Regions from separate parts of the Canis lupus genome. Here region 1 is linked to region 2. Evidence: chromatin contacts called from public Hi-C data. All regions are on one chromosome and are shown on one strand. The core of a region is the stretch at or near the end of the contact, and the rest is flanking DNA. Distances in the headings are between cores, read along the strand shown. Region 1 holds the start of TWIST1 (twist-related protein 1). Region 2 overlaps HDAC9 (histone deacetylase 9).

Region 1 (6,195 bases), core at 2,458-4,957, 500 kb after region 2:
GAGATAATATAGAGATTACCTTCTCAGCAATGACGGTCAGCTCCATCCTGATGTACATCAAGAAATCTGAAATATCAAATAGTTATACCAAGCTAGTGAACAAGGAGATTCCTCCATGAACAGTTTAGAAAATGGAGGTGGTAGGATGATACATACACACAGAAGAGAGAATTACCATCTTGATGCTCTCTCTCATCCTTTTAGGGTACCCTCCTTACATTTCTACCCTTCTCTCTCTCTCTCTCTCTCTCTCTCTCTCTCTCTCTCTCATACACACATTCTACAAATATACCCACACCCTATAAGTACACTCACACATAATCACTTTCCCGGCTCATGTAGTTATTTGATAAAGGACTACCAAAATCCAAAAATTAATTCCCCAAGCCTTCACTAATCTTTCAGTGTGCGTAAATGCTACAGGCTCCTCATCGTAAAACATGGTCTAAGATATTGAGAATAGTAAATTTACAATATTGTTATGTCAGCATTCTCTGATGATGTGTGGGAAGGAAACGAAAACCTTCAGGCAATATAATAACCTCAATCTGAGTTGGGCAAACATGATCTGTTTGGATTCGTGTACACTTGTTTGCCATACCTATTGTTTCAATTAGACAGCAAAATTATTTTCTAGTTTGAAAAATTCCCGGGTTACACCTGAATGCAGTCAACTAGATGTAAAAGTTAAGTCCTAAGTGAGACAAACTTACTACTTATAATGTTGTTAGTTATAAAAACCAGTATTTTCCTGGCTCAGAAATAACCAGAATTAAATAAAATTCAAGCCCCATTTGTTTAACTGTTACTGTTTCACTTAACTTCGGATTTTGTATACCTGTAAGTAACCAGGGAAAAATTGTGTAATTTTGAATAAAATATATTTGCTAAAGAACTGACTGGAAAATGAAAGCTCTAGCACTTAAAATTGTAAGTGCTCTAGTAGTTACTGAAAGTTCAGGTGTTTTGTTTATTGTATTTCTCTCCATAGTTATATGTTCTTTATATATAAAGAAGGAGCATGCTTCTCGAATGGATAACATCAACATGGAAAAATATTCTTAACTTTGGCTTTTCTTTTAAGCAAACGTGACATAAATATCATTTTCATTCATGAAAAAAGAGGGAGGCAAATTACTTTGCAAGTGGAATTCTCTCTCCTGCTGAATTTAAACTTCATTCTTTTCTACGCATTCCTACTGATTTGTAAGTGTACAGATACAGATCATTTTAGTAACACTTTGGGCATCCTTTCAGTGCAATGAACGCTATTACTTAAAAGTCCTGACAAACAGTGGAGGGTAGAACAAAAAAATACAGTAACGAGAGAAAAATAGTCCTGGCTTCATATTGCTTATTTGCATTTAACTGTTTTACAGCTGCCTCCTCAAAATATAAGCAAGAGAAGTGAGTAACAAATTTCCTAAGTTTTTGCTTGTTTGGGGGGCCTGATAAGAGATGAAGGAGAGATGCTACAAAGTCCACTGAACACCAAACTGGAATAATAATAATAAAGCTGTCTTTCTAAATAACACGCCTGTGCCTGTCAGTAGCTAGTTTATTTGCGTTTTTCACTGCTTTGTTTATATTAGTGCCCCCTCCCTCCTGGGTGCCTCCAGAGTTAAACAAGCAGGTATTTACCTCCAACTTAATCCTGAGCTTTAAAAATATAGACCAAACTCTGAGGTTCTTAAAATTTTCAATCATATTTATTTATTGCAGAAAAATAATATACAAAGATATTTACAAAACAATCATAAAAATATGAATGCATTTAGACACCGGATCTATTTGCATTTTACCATGGGTCATCAATAAATAAATAGAATGTTGTTTTTTGTATTTTAAGTTTTTTTTTTTTCTCTCTCAGAGGAAGACTGTAAAGAGGGTTTAACTGACTGTGATTTTGCAAGTCAGTTAGATCCCCGTATTTTTATTTCTAAAGACGTTCTTAAAATTCCTCTGGTTGGTACCATTTTAAAATGGAGAAAGTCCATAATGATGCCTTTCCTTTCAGTGGCTGATTGGCACGACCTCTTGAGAATGCATGCATGAAAAAATAAAAATAAAAACATTCTTCGTCAAAAAAAAAAAAAAAAAAAAGGAACACAAACAACTGTTCAGACTTCTATCAGAATGTAGAGGTGTGAGGATGGTGCCGCTGCCCGTCTGGGAATCACTGTCCACGGGCCTGTCTCGCTTTCTCTTTTAAAAGTGCGCCCCACGCCCTGTTTCTTTGAATTTGGGTTCTGCTCTTCTAATTTCCAAGAAAATCTTTGGCATATATATTTATTTTTAGTTATCCAGCTCCAGAGTCTCTAGACTGTCCATTTTCTCCTTCTCTGGAAACAATGACATCTGCAAAAACCCAGAAGGGGGGGGGGGGTTGGAAAGTTGGTTATTGTTTAGGTCTTCGTGGCTGTTTTCTAAGACTAGCGAGCACTGTTCTTATCACCACTACTGAGAAATTACGCTGAACAACCTGGAAGGATTTCAGCCCAAGGGCAAGAGGAAGTGGGTGGCCGGAAAGAAGGAGGAGGTGGAATTTGGAAGCATTTGTTTTAAGGAGAACGAAAACTTAGAGCCAGAAGAAAGGGAGGCGCTGGCAACCAGACTTGCCCTTCCCCACGACCCTCGAGTGTCTCTCAAGTCCTCCCTCCTGTCCGACACGCACACTCACGCACACGCAGCACACCCGGCACGGGGCGCGTCCCCCTCACCCTAGCGGGGACCGACCTGCCTTTCAGGGACGCTCGGGGGAAGAGGTGGCGGTGCCAGGCTGGGTGGGAAGGCTGATGGGGGGGGGGCGGGGGACGACCTGGGCGGGGGGGGGGGGGCGCGGAGGAAGGCCAGGTGGGCCGGGAGCCGCGGCCCGGCCGTCCGTCTGACCGCCCGCCACCTGACCCGCGGAGGCGCCGGTCCTTACCTAGGTCTCCGGCCCTGCCGAGGGGGTGGGGAGCTCCGCCTGCTAGTGGGACGCGGACATGGACCAGGCCCCCTCCATCCTCCAGACCGAGAAGGCGTAGCTGAGCCGCTCGTGGGCCACATAGCTGCAGCTTGCCATCTTGGAGTCCAGCTCGTCGCTCTGGAGGACCTGGTAGAGGAAGTCGATGTACCTGGCCGCCAACTTGAGCGTCTGGATCTTGCTCAGCTTATCCGAGGGCAGCGTGGGGATGATCTTCCGCAGCGCGGCGAACGCCTCGTTGAGCGACTGCGTGCGCTGGCGCTCCCGCACGTTGGCCATGACCCGCTGCGTCTGCAGCTCCTCGTACGACTGCGGGCTCCCGCCGCCGCTGCTGCTGCCGCCGCCGCCGCCGCCGCCGCCGCCGCCCGCCCCGCCGCCGCCGCCGCCGCCGCCCGCAGATTTCTTGCCGCGCTTGCCCTGGGCCGGGCTGCCCGGCTCGTCGCCGCCTCCGACGCCCCCGCCCGCGGCCCCGCCGGGCCCCGCGCCGCCGCCCGCGCTGCGCCGGCTGCTGCGCCGCTTGCGCCCCCCGCGCTTGCCGCTCGGCGGCTGCTGCCGGTCCGGCTCCTCCTCGCTGTTGCTCAGGCTGTCGTCGGCCGGCGAGACTGGCGAGCTGGACACGTCCTGCATCATCTCTCAGGTGGCAGCGCGCGGCCTCGCAGGCCCGGGAAAGGGAGGACGGCGGGGAGCCTCAGCCCGCCAGCTTCCCCCGCGCGCGGCGCCGGCCCGGGCGGTGCGGCCGCCGAGGAAGGGGCGGGAGGAGGCCCGGGAGGCTCTCGGCGGGGCGGGGAGGGCGCGCGGGGGAGGCGGGGAGGGAGGCGGGAGGGGGAGGGGACGGTGTGGATGGCCCCGAGGTCCAAAAAGAAGCGCCCAGCGGCCGCACGCACGCCCGGCCCGGCCCGGCCCTGCCCTCGGAACCGCCGCCGGTGCCGGCGCGCCCGCGAGGTGTCTGGGAGTTGGACGAGAGCTGCAGCCTCGGAGGCTCTTATACCTCCGCGCGGGCGGAAAGCTTGGGGGCAGCGGTGTCATTGGCCTGACGTGGGGAGGAGGGACTTTTCCAAGTTTTATAGGAAAGTTTCCGCTTTCCAGGCCCCCCTGCCCTCCCACCCCCTTCCTCGTCCCCACCCCCACCCCCCTTTCCGCGGGGTCTAACAATTCGTTCTCCCAAACCATTCAAAGGCGACCTGGCTGCGGCGGCCGGCCCTCTGCCCGCCTCCCCGCCTCCCCGCCTCCCCTCCCCGCCCCGCCGCCCTCCCCCTTCCCGCCCCGCCGCCCTCCGCGGGCCGGCGCGGGGCGATTTCCTTCCGCGCCCGAGCGCGCGCGGGCCGCGCCCCCGCACCCGAGCGCAGCCCCGGAAGGCGGCCGGAGGGGACCTTTCGGCCGCGGTGTCAGTCCCTCCCGGAGTGGATGTGACAGCAGCGGCAGCTCCGGCTACAGCTTCTACGCAGTGGGTGATGCTTCATCTCGCCCCTGTACCCTCTAGGTCCGCGGGGGCCGCTTTGGGATGGCCGGGGCGGGGGCAGGGGCAAGAAAACTGGCAGCCGCGGAGCTCTCCTCCCTATAGCCAGGTGGACGGAGGGGCTCCCCACCTCCCCACCTCCCCACCCCCACACCCCGAGTTGCAAAGCCCAAACCACCGCGGCTGGCCCTGAGGTCGTGGGCGGTTTTTGAAGACGTGGCCGCGACTGCGGGGACTGCGGCTCGGTGCCCCGGCCTGCTCTCACCCCTCCCTCAGAAGCATCTGGGCCTTCCTTTATCCCGCCACAGCGACCCAAGCCTAAAGCCGCTTGCCACCCCAAAGACTTCACCTCCGACGGGGCTAAAAAGAGGAAGTTCGTTCTTTTCTCGGAAGTCAGCCCTGTCCTCGGAGAAAGCAGCGGGCCGGAGAGGGACAGCGCAGGGTCTTCGCTGCGGCCCGCGTCGCCTGAGCTGCCGGCCCAAGGTGGAGGACCCCGCGGCCGTGTCATCCCTACCGTACCCCCACATAAAGCCCCACATCGTGACCCCTAAAGGGAGGCTCGTAAGAGAGCGAGGTGGGGTTCAAGCCCACCCCCCACCCTCCACCCCGAACCCGCGCAGCTGCCCGTTGTGCGAGGCACCTTCTCCGCCCTTCAATCCTAGGAGCTGGAGTGGGCAGTTATGCTTCGGGTGACCCAAGCGCGGTCCAGTTACTGGGTGCTTTTATTATTTTAAGCAATTCTATCAACACGTTGACAACAACTAGCCCCCCCTCCCCCGCGAGTGGGGGTTGATGCACATTCTAGCAAATAGGAGGCAACAAAAGTCGGTGGGCTGGAAGGGAAGCCGCGTGGTTGAGAAACCCATCTTTGCAATGCCATGCTTGTTTCTCTCTCTCTCTCTCTTTTGGAACGAGTTGGGATAGAATAACCATTTCTTGTTCATCTGTTAAGTTGCAAAGCAAACGAGAGGTCAGGAACCGTATTCGGTTTTCAGAGGAGGGGGGAGGTCTGGGGGTGTGGAGGTTGTGTGCCCTTGTGCAGGCCGAGGTCCGCACACGCTGTCCCCAGACTGGAGTGTCAGACGGGAATTAACTCAGCGAAGGGCCCCATTCTGGGCCTGACCGAGGGTCGAGGCTGTGGGTGTCGGGAGGAGGAGGAAGCCCCCCCCCCCCCTCGGGGTACTAGAGGGCAGGCCAGGTGGCTGTGCCCCGCTGAGGCTCACAGTTTCAGTCCGGAAACCCCCGGGGGTCTGGAGTGCCTGGAACTGGCTGAAGGGCTCAGACTTCTGGGGGAAGTGAGGGCAAGAGGCGTCCCTCCCTCCCCCCCCCCCGTGGGGGGGGGCAACAAGGCTGTGCCTTCATGGGAGGGGCGACTTGCAGGATTTGGCTATCACCATTTTCACAAATATTCAGAAACAATGACCACAGCATGCCAACTGGCCTGCCTCGGGAGTCGCTGCGGTATTTTAAAATGAGATCCTGCCTGAAAATTAAGGATACCTTCACTTAACGGTCTGCAGGCAGGTATCCTTAAAACAAAGCGCACTGTGATAACTCACCCTTTTGTTTACATCTTCTGCCTTTAGGATTTTATCTCTCGGAAGCAGAGAATTCAGCCACACTCTACCAAGTGTTCTAAGTTGCCGATTATTCCACGATTTTTATTTGAAGGTGGCTGCGGAAATCTTGAAATTTTTCCACCTTTACCACGCTTTCTCTCTCTCTTTAAAGATCAATCTCATCTCTTAATTTTGTTTTTCTTTTCCCTTTAGTT
Region 2 (5,345 bases), core at 1,393-3,892:
TTATAGACTTATTTTTGAATGACTTTAAAGCATTATTATTTGACCCTTGAAAAAAATGTTAGGAATTAATGTTTAGATTTCTTTTTCCATTCATTCTTGGTGTGTTAGGATGACAATGATGAATGAATAAAATTTATATTTTTCACCATACTTTTAAAAGTAACTGTATAGTTCATTTTGCTGTGGTACCTGATTCATATTGCCCTGAAGAAGTTTAAATACTTCTTTTCATTTATGTTTAATACCTTTTGTAATTGTAAAGATCAATATAAAATATTTTAAAGTAATATATTTCACTTTAGTAGTAGTAGCTAGTAGGAAATTAATTGTTACTCTAGCTTAAACAAAGTAATACAGGAAGTTTACTGACATCTGGAAAATATAGGAAAAGCAGAGGCTCTTGTCAGAAAAAAAGATTCTGAGATAGCTAAAAGGAAAACTTAGGTTTTGAAATGATTTTCCAAAGTAATAAACTGTTTTCTCAGAAACAAAGACCTGCTTTAAAATGCCTTTTAAATTTAGGAAGCTTTTACTTTTTAAATCTTTTGTTTCATTTTACTTAACATTTTTTATGCTAAGAGTTGATGCTTTTAACATTCATTTGACTTTTATGTTTATAAGAAACAGTACATGAAGCTTTACTTATAGTAGCATTTTGAATCTTTGGCTTCTATAATCAACATCTGTTGAGTTTGATGCTATTATCCCATTTCTCTACCTAGTAAGCTGAGGCATAGAGAAATACTGAAACTTGCCCAAGACCACACAGCCAGTAGACAGTTGTTCCAAGGTTTGTAGCCTTGCCTTATCTGCCATCAAAGCTACCACATCATCCTCCCCGTGTCCTATATCAGAACATCTGAAACTGGGTGGTTGATGTTTTGTTTCTTTCTCTTTTTTTTCAATGGCATTCTGGCAATCTTCAGTAATGAATAATAACTATGGGAATTAAATTGTGTGCTTTTCTAGATTCCTAAAATAGATTAAATTTGATTGAAGCACTAAATCAATTCCACCAATCCCTGTAGCTGTATAGAATTAATACTTAAGGCAGGATTTAAGTACAGTTATAAATTCTTTTTTACAATGGAGTATCTAAAAACATCCAATAAGGGATTGATACATCAAAGCCAAAATGCCAAAGATTTCAATATGAAGAATAACTAGAAATGCTTCTAACCTTATCCTTCTAGGAAACGTGAGGCTATCAGGTTAGCATACAGAGTTGGCTTCCTTTTGCTCCAGAATGCCTCTGTTGCTATTCCACAAACCTTTTGGTTTTTCTCTCACTTTTTCAGCATAAATTTTAGGTACCTATCTAATATAAATAGCAAATTACACCAACTTTATTAGGATAGAGATCTAAAAATAGTAATGACAATTAAAATTAGTATGGTCCAAACTTTCAAACTAAATTTCATGTGCATTCTGAACATGTGTGATGGAGATTATTTCTCTTATGTATGAGGAACCAGGTGTTTGAGTAGTTTTGTAAGGTTTCATATCTAGTAGATTTCATATCTAGTATTCTCAGAGCCTAAGTAGAACTCAAAATCTTTAATTATTCCACAGTGAGCACATTTACTATTATTTGTAGGTATCTACTTCTGCATCTGAGGATAAATGGACTTGTCAACAGAGTTATTAAGAATCCTTCATGTTCATGTTACTCGTTGTTTGGAAGTGAAGTCAAGGGATTCAGACATACTGACAGTAGTTTGGTCAAAACAAAATCACTTCCATTAGTCTCAAATTTGAACGTTTTTTACAAACTGGATGAATGAACTAGGCTTCTGCTATATTGAGAGAAAGCCTTTTACAGATGTATAGCTTACATTAATCAGAACATTCTCTGTAATGTTTTGAAAAATTTTAAAAGATTTTATTTGTTTATTGGAGAGAAAGAGAGAGAGAGAGAGAGAGCACAAGCAGAGGTCAGAGGGAGAAGCAGACTCCCCACTAAGCAGGAAGCCCAACTCGACTCCGGGCTTGATCCCCAGACCCCGAGATCATGACCTGAGCTGAAGGCAGATGCTTAAGCAACGGAGCCAACCAGGCGCCCCAGGTTTTGAAATTTTTAACATTCATTCTGTTTCAGGTAGACTTCAGCCAAATTAACTGATTTCTCACCCTTCCTTTGGTTTATTTTTCATACCATTTCTCAGGATTGGAAATGAAGGTTTCAGTTGTTTATTTATAATTGGAGGGGCATGGTAGAACAGACTGCTAGGCCATTCTTGCCTTTGCCTATTGCATATATTTCAGGTGTACAAAGAGAAGCTACTCAGGGAACTAAAGAGTAGAGCAAATTTGGTAACGATTTTTGGTGGGGTGGCACAGGTAATGAAGCTACCTAAAAATTTGCTTATTGATGACTGAAGTCCATTTATGGCATTAGTTGTTTGTCTTTAGATTCAATAATTCACAAAAAAAAGTGAGTAAAAAATGTAAACTAAACAGAAACAAGTTCCAGAAGCTCCTAACAGTTTGATTTTGGTCAGTGATGACAATGAAGCCTAAAGAAATTGCACACTCTCATGTCTTTCTCTTCTCGCAAGTTGCAACAGGAACTTCTAGCCATAAAACAGCAACAAGAACTCCTAGAAAAGGAGCAGAAACTGGAGCAGCAGAGGCAAGAACAGGAAGTAGAGAGGCACCGCAGAGAACAGCAGCTTCCTCCTCTCAGAGGCAAAGATAGAGGACGAGAAAGTAAGAGGCACCAGGGTAAAAGATCAATCTCTTCCCTCATGTTTAGCTGATGTCATTCAGAATAAAGCCTGATAAGGAGTGAATTAAACTTATCGGAAAAAAAAAAAAGAAAGAAAAGAAACTTGTCAAAACTGGCTGCATTTAATTAAAAGAATAAACTAGGGACCCAAATACAAAGCGTTGACATTCACATCTCATCTCCCTGCATTCAGGCTGCACAGCGCCTCAGGAAGCAAACGGAGCATTGTTTGGCAAAGATAACTGATTTTTGTTGTTTCAAACCTTAAAAACAAGGTTCCATGAAAGCAACCTAGCCATGCTGTATTGTTTTATGATAGACTTACTCCTCATTTCCTCGCTAGACCTTCCACCTGCTCAAGTAATAATTGCTCTGTAAGTCAAGCCTTGCCTCCATCTAGTTTTTGAGTACCCAGACTTTGGGAAGATTTAAGGCAGAACATTTGTTGAAAAAAACTATCCACAAGAGGGAGACAGATCCAAATAATTCCCCTGTCTGAGGTCAGTTCAAAATCAGGATGTAGCAAGGTTTAAAATCAGATGACTTGAACTGGAACTGTCAGCAATATTTACATGCTTAATGCTCAAAAGAGTTTTTTAAAACACGAGTTTTTCAAACTAGCAATTCAGGAAAGATGACTGTATTGTGTTCAATCACTTCTATGGTCCCCTAAGACTCTTGATTTTTAAAAGACAATGTTTCATTCCTCATTTTCTTTAACCTTAAGAAAAAAAATAGTATTAATTTTGAGACTCCCCATTCTGCAGAAGCAATTAAAGAAATTATCAAAGGTCCTTTGAAAATTGGCGGTTTGAGCAGTAGTTATAAAACATTACTGTGCCATTCTCAAAAGCCCGTTTAGACTCTGGTTTCTCTTTTAGTAGGAAGCTTCCTATACAGTGACCAGTGGTATTACTTCTTAATTTTTGCTAAATGCTCCAGAGGCTTGAAAGAACAGAGCCCCAAATCAACATCTGTGTCTGTATGTGTGTGTTTCAGGGGCAGTGGCAAGTACAGAAGTAAAGCAGAAGCTTCAAGAATTCCTGTTGAGTAAATCAGCAACAAAAGACACTCCAACCAATGGAAAAAATCATTCCGTGAGCCGCCATCCCAAGCTCTGGTACACGTATGTTCAGTGTTTGGCCGTTTTTTTCCCCGGGGGGTCAAGAATATAGATTCTGTATTCAGCCAGCCTGGGCACAGACCTGGTGTCTGCCAATTCTCAGCTATGTGGCTGTGGACAGGCTCCTTGCATTCTCATCCTTCTCTTTGAAAAGATTATAATGATAGTACCTGCCCCTAGGGTTGCTGGAAAGGTCCTGTGAAATAATGTGGTAAAGCATGCAACAGAGAGCAGTGCTTAATAAATGTTAGCAAGTACCATCTCGAGGGCATGGAAGTAGATAGGTTTTTTGGTGAATGAATAACAGAAATGTGGGGTGGGGCATAGAAATTAGTTCCTATTTTGCATTTTTCTATTCTCAGATGGTGCATCTGATATCTTTACAATAATTTCTGAAGATTTGGCAGGTTGAGACTTTATTTTACTTGGCTCGATAGAAGGTGGAGATCTGAGCTATTTTTAAAAGACCAGAAGCTTTTCGACTTAAAAAAAAAAAAAAAAAAGGCAGGAAGACAAGGGAGGGAAGGGAAAGAGCATGAAGGCAACAAAGTAAAGCTAAGTCTTCAGGGACAAGTTTACCCCTGACCATCTGACTTCATTTCTTGCTACACTATGAGCCGAGCACACTGACTTCTCACACACAGGCTGACAACATAATACACAATATGATTACAGAAGTACAGAACCATGTTTCCCCAGGCCCAGTGAAGAGAACTATGAGATACACAGTTCTCCTTTCTGGAAAATATGAAGGATACCGTGTTTTTAAAAATTCGGACAAACCCTCATAGGCAAATATTTGGATAACAGGACTAATAGATAAGTTTTGATTCTCTGATGTTATACATTTACTGAATGACCATTAGATTTTACACTTAACTGTTTTTTCATTCCTCATGTCATCCAGGATAAGAGAATAAATACTTGATTACTCTATATTGAAGTTGTAAGCATCCCAGGAATTCTATTTGAAGAGTTATTATACTTCTAATTCTATTTTATAAGTATCTGCCCTTCTCAGCATCCATTGAAAAAGGGTAACTGAGGCAGATTCCAGTTATATAAGTACTTTTAAAATGTTTATGTAATTTCTATCAGGCATGTCAGTTGGCTTGAGAAGCCAGTCCCTGAAGAAAATGTTCAGATGTTCAGTTACCATCACAAAATATTTAGAAACAAATACCATTACTTAAAACCGCACACATAATTTATAACTGATTTGTATTCCTTCTAGGTTAAAGCTCATTTTAAGAAGAGACAATACCTTTTTTAAGTGGGAAACAACTATATGCAAAGCGTGTGTCAGCTGGAAGTTCTTTAGCTGTCCCCTTGGGTATATTTAACATGACTGTCAAATGTTACTTAGCAATCCTTTATTGTACTGAATTGAACTTCAGTAGGGGCCAACTCCAAACACTATAAATCATTCGTTTATGGAATCTGAACTTAATACCTTTTTTGCCAGTTAGGGCTAGATGAAGTGCCCTTAAACCA

The links. Hi-C and Micro-C count contacts between places; a contact is called where the count stands out from the background.
Region 1: a Hi-C map of skin fibroblasts shows a contact between it and region 2, with 2.6 times the contacts expected there. The contact joins the promoter of TWIST1 here to the enhancer-like site in region 2. A contact is called at or near these places in 2 of 9 Hi-C or Micro-C datasets (amygdala and skin fibroblasts).

Annotation. Positions count from the first base shown.
Region 1 is chr14:33,428,207-33,434,401 of UU_Cfam_GSD_1.0, forward strand. TWIST1 (twist-related protein 1) reads right to left here and starts at 3,708. Exons shown (of 2, transcript XM_038556383.1): 1 at 2,927-3,708; 2 at 1,687-2,358. The coding sequence starts at 3,595. The coding sequence ends at 2,969. It overlaps LOC119866867 (a long non-coding RNA gene), which reads left to right. Exons shown (of 3, transcript XR_005369190.1): 3 at 1,380-1,519.
Region 2 is chr14:32,927,624-32,932,968 of UU_Cfam_GSD_1.0, forward strand. HDAC9 (histone deacetylase 9) reads left to right here. Exons shown (of 27, transcript XM_038557033.1): 5 at 2,559-2,724; 6 at 3,728-3,854. Among named protein-coding and RNA genes, the nearest start is that of HDAC9, 480 kb to the left of the region's middle. Within about 2 kb of position 2,643, at least 2 of the 20 cell types and tissues checked have an H3K27ac peak or open chromatin away from gene starts, as enhancers often do.